Linked DNA regions of Gossypium hirsutum: region 2 is linked to region 1. A link is a contact called in public Hi-C data. All regions are on one chromosome and are shown on one strand. The core of a region is the stretch at or near the end of the contact, and the rest is flanking DNA. Distances in the headings are between cores, read along the strand shown.

The links. A called contact is a pair of places that touch in the nucleus more often than the background predicts.
Region 2: a contact with region 1 is called in a Hi-C map of leaf, with 2.6 times the contacts expected there. The contact joins the promoter of LOC107962155 here to the promoter of LOC107929839 in region 1. A contact is called at or near these places in 9 of 34 Hi-C or Micro-C datasets (callus, leaf and petal).

Annotation. Positions count from the first base shown.
Region 1 is chrA06:79,752,769-79,755,365 of Gossypium_hirsutum_v2.1, forward strand. It overlaps LOC107929839 (oxygen-evolving enhancer protein 3, chloroplastic), which reads left to right and starts at 1,301. Exons shown (of 3, transcript XM_016861357.2): 1 at 1,301-2,033; 2 at 2,203-2,498. The coding sequence starts at 1,733. It also overlaps the pseudogene LOC107929838.
Region 2 is chrA06:80,058,576-80,061,172 of Gossypium_hirsutum_v2.1, forward strand. It overlaps LOC107962155 (G-type lectin S-receptor-like serine/threonine-protein kinase At1g11410), which reads right to left and starts at 1,310. Exons shown (of 7, transcript XM_016898417.2): 1 at 1-1,310. The coding sequence starts at 973.

The DNA of each region.
Region 1 (2,597 bases), core at 51-2,550:
ATAAATAAAGAAATAATTAAAAACTCTTAAAACTATTTAAATATTTGGATTTACAAATTTTATGTAACTCAAACTTTAATTAAATGAATAAATATATTAATCTTTAGACTTTTAAGCAATATAAAATGTTAATTTAACTTATGTTCGTAATGCTCAAAAATATTTGGATCCCATTCAAAACTACTTCACTAATTACTTCTTCTTCCAAAGCCTTGTAAGTTTGTACCATCATCATAGTGGGTGTTTTAGATTCTTCTGCAACCAAACCTTTCTATTCATATTTTTGGGTTACAATTTTTATTTGTGAAATTTTATAAGTTTTTCTATATTTTTTTATATTTTTAAACATTTTAAAGTTTTTTTAATAATTTTTATGTATATATATTTTTAATTTTTCATAATTTTTAATATTTTGAAACTTTTTTTTTACAATTTTTAATAAAATATTTGATTTTTTGTTTTTTTAAACTTTTTTTTTGAAAATTTTTACAATTTTACAATATTTTTAATAATTTCTTTAGAATTTTTTATAATTTTTTAGAAAATTTAATTTTCTTATTTAATATAATAATTTTTAATTTTTTTGAATTTGATTTAAAATTTTTCTACTTACCTGGCAGTGCCACACCAAGATCAAAATGGCTCATTAAGCATTCGTTAACAGCCACATCAACATATTAATTGTTGATTAAGCCATACTATGCCATTTACAAAAAAAAAATGCAAAACTTGTTTTCTTCTACAAAAGTTTTCATACTTTGGAAAAATCTATAAATTCTTTAATATTTTCTAATTTAAATTTTTATAAGAAATTTCTTATAATTGTTTATTAATATTATATACTTTTTTATTTTTAAAAATTATAAATTTGTATGAATTTTGGGAAATATTTTCCATATTTTTTGAAAATTTTGAAGATTATTTTGAATTGTTTGTAAACATTTTCAAAGTTTTGATAAATTTTAATATTTTTACAATTTTAAACAATATTTAATTGTTAAATAATTTTGATTTTTTTTATTTTTTTATAAATTCTACATTATATTTTAATTTCTAAAGTATTATATAATTTTTGGGAAATTTTTAAAAATCAATCAACCACAATTTGATGTTTTCTCAATTTTGTAAAGTACTGGAGAGAGATATCAATTCATTTAAGTTCCAAATTGACAAAGTATTTATACCAAAAAGAAAAAATAACGTTATTTTAGGCCCATTTGGGTCGAATTGTTTGGACCTATTTTGACTAGACTTCCAATTGGGTACATGCATAAGTCACCACCAATTGTTAGTGAATTTTAAGAATTGAAGTTATTTCTTTTTATATTGTAATAAATGTTGATGAACAAGTTTTCTAATCCAATGCTTCTTTTATTTAGGTTGTAAGATTACTGCAACTTCGCCTTGGGCAACGATGCGTAGAAATCTTAACCCGGTTGAATAAAAAAAAAGACATGCAAAAGTCTACATGTCAGAACAGAAACCAGGTCACCAGGAAAAACCAATCCAACATGTCAAATGCCAAGAGCAAGAATCATAGTGTACCCCATATGTCTAACAACTATTGGTTAAGACCACATCCAACTTATCCAAAGTGGAAAATCGCAGATAAGGTGCGTCGCAAACCACAACCAATCTACATCGCAGAAGTTAACACCATCAAATCAAACACCCCCCACATCAAAACCTACACTTGGCTCATTCAGATTGAAAAAACACTCTGGTTGTGGAGATGGCACAGGCAATGGCATCAATGGCTGGTTTACGTGGCTCTTCACAGGCTGTCCTGGACGGCAGCCTTCAACTCAGTGGCCAAACCCGCTTCAACATTCCTAGCAACAACCGAGTGGCTGTGGGTAGGTCTGGTTTCACTGTCAGAGCTCATCAGACACCGGCCGAGCCTGAGACTGGACGCAGAGCCATGTTGGGTCTTGTTGCTGCTGGTTTGGCCACTGGCTCCTTTGTTCAAGCTGTGCTTGCCGATGCCAGAAGCATCAAGGTTGGCCCACCTCCCCCTCCCTCTGGTGGACTGCGTAAGTCATCCATTCTTTTCAATTTATACAAATTTAATCAACATTGTTTTGTAGGCCATGGTCCATAAAGAACTTGAGAACTGGAATTTTAGCTGGAAAAATGGAATCATTATATATTTTATAAATGTTCAAATTTTGTAATTTGATGATGAAATCGGCATGTCGGCAGCTGGAACTCTGAACTCTGATGAGCCAAGAGACCTTGTTCTGCCATACAAAGACAGGTTCTTCCTCCAACCAGTTACTCCAGCTCAGGCAGCACAGAGAGCAAAGGAATCAGCCAAGGACATTCTGGGTGTCAAGAACTTGATTGACAAAAAAGCCTGGCCTTATGTCATGAATGATCTCCGTCTCAAGGCCGAGTATCTCCGCTATGACCTCAACACCGTCATTGCTGCCAAGTCCAAAGATGAGAAGAAAACTCTAAAGGACCTCACCAAGAAGCTCTTCAGTACCATCGATGATGTATGTTTTTGAAGTTTTGCTTTAGGTTTACCTGCATAATTGCTAGCATCATTTAACATGGTAAATTATCATGAATTTATGATATATTTTTTCCTTTTG
Region 2 (2,597 bases), core at 60-2,559, 310 kb after region 1:
TAAACCATGCTTCGGATGACTTGGGTTTAAAGCCTGGGAAACACGTGCACTCGAAATCATCCGGGTGATCGGGGTTGCAGTAACCATTCGGCCCACAATGCCCGTAAAAATCACACTGATCCTTTGGGGCCGACCAGAACCCAATCCAATGTCGCGCTTGGTTGTTCCATGTGAACCTTTGTTGAATCCCTGTTTCGTTCGTTATCATTCTTGTGATGAAAGAGGCCTTCTTCACCCCATACGTGATCGATACTTCATCTGGAGTGTTGACAAAAGAAACATTAAATATGTAGCTGCTTGTCATTTCAGGTACACCACTCCATCTTTGCCCGGTCCATGACCCGGTTCGCCACCAAGGGGCGGAACCCTTGTACAAATACAGTTGAGGGAAGCCGCTCGGGTTGATCCGGTAGGAATAGTTTCCAATCCCAGGATCATCGGGAGACTTCCAAGACGTCAAGACTCGATCCACACCTGTTCTGAAACTCCACCCAAGTTTCATAAACGGAAGCATACTGTTTGTAGGATAATCAAAACTCTCCCACAGTACCGCCCTTCTGGTATCATTTTGAAGCAAAACAAGGTTTCCCGAATCCAAAATTAGAGCAATGGAATTCCTAGTGCCTGTGATGGACACGTTTGTAGACCAGACAGGAAGTGTTTGGTTTCTCTGGAACAGTGCAAGATTTCCTTGGCTATCGATTCTGAGGATCCCTGAGTTATCTTTAATGGGACTCTCCCTGTTGGCCACCCAAACAACTGTTTTCTCTGGAATCTGATGATACCAGATGCCAACATATCGATTCCTTGAACTGCCAGGGCTGAAAAATCCTAGAGCGAAAATCTTGCCACTAGAAACTATGACTTGATTATCTTTGATGAAGTGATCTAGTGTTATGGTGTCGGTAGAAATGCAGAGATGGGTAAGAAACAAAAGAAGCAGCACGCTAATAAGCCATTTAACATGATCCATCACTGGTTCGGTCTATGATTAATGTGTTCAGACAGAAGAAAGATATATATATTATAAATTGATGGAGTATATATTATAAATTGATGGAGTAGTTGGGATCTCATTAATAAGTGGAACCCCTAAATCTGACGGACTATGTCAAGCATTGGTGTGACAATGCCACCTTTTATACTTTTCAAAATCGAAGAAATAGAAAGGTGAAAAGTTTATCGCTGGAAATTTGTTGTCGGTTTGCTTGTCATGCCAGTTCTGTGATCTTTAAAGTTGTGAAAATGGCTAGCACTTCCCAAATTTCAACCTTGGTGGAGGAATTAGTTCCACCCAAACAGCAATCATTGCTCTAAACATTTGCACCGGACGTTTTGGCTTTTAACTCACACCAATGCATGCCTTTACGCATAGGAAATCTAAGCACCAAAAGTCGTAATCCTTCATTTGGCTATAAGAAAGCTTTGGACCACCAAATTTAATGAAACGAAAATGAAATTAGCAGCCGTATGGCTGAGTTTTGATAGCAGCTTTTTTTGCTTATCATGAGCACTAATCTGGCTGTCCCAGATGATATTTTATTATTTTACGCTGAAAACTGATTGTAACCTTTGGTGGGTAAAAGGATGAAAATTATGTTTTCTAAAAAAGACATTAAATCATAGGTGAAGTGTGAAAATGCTTACGTAACAATGTTCATCAATTTCCAATTTGGTCATTAGATATTTGATTTATTTTACATAATGATTCTTAATTGTTCATTTAAATATTTTACGTAAAAAATATTAAAATATAAAATATAAAAACCCAACATGTGGCCACCTTTTGATTTAATTACAAATTTTAGGAACTAATAATTTTATAATTTATTTCAAATTAAAAAAAAATTCAAACAAATAACTGATATTATTAGATAAAAGGTAAAACTAATAGTGCAATTGAAAAAAAAATAGTATTTGTTCATTATTTAGGACTTACAAAAATTTTATTTTTAAAAATTTAAATTTGATAGTGTAATTTTTAGATAAAAATAAAAAAGATAGTTTTAAAATTAGAAATGGAATTTGTATTTTTATTTTATGATAAAAAATTTTATTTAAAAATTTATATAATTTTACAAAATTAAAATAAAATATTAATATATTTAAAATAAAATACTTACCAACAATTCTTTGGCTAGCTTAGAATGTCTATCTCTATATGTTCCGGCAAAAATAAAAAATAGTAGGTTGCATGGTAGTCCTCCCAAAGAGATTTGGTTGTAAGAGAAGCCATTTTCTATATATTTCTTCTTCTTTTTTTCCACTACTAACTAAATGATGTTTGTAAAATTTGTAGTGCAGATGCACCTTAGAATTTCAAATGATACAAAAAGCCCTTGCGGGCAAAGAAACCTCTGGTGAGATATCCCACTTTACATTTTTCTGGGCTAAATTTGATTAATATGCTTTTTTTTTAATATGGTCTTTAGGTCGGTTTTAAAATTAATTAAGGAAATAGGTCGGTTTTAGGAGAGAGAATATGAAAACGTACCCAATTACACATATGATAGAAGAGCTCGTCCAGTTGGACACGCTTTCCCTTAATGATAAAATACAACAGCTTTTTGATCGTTACCGCGTCAAATAGTTTAAAA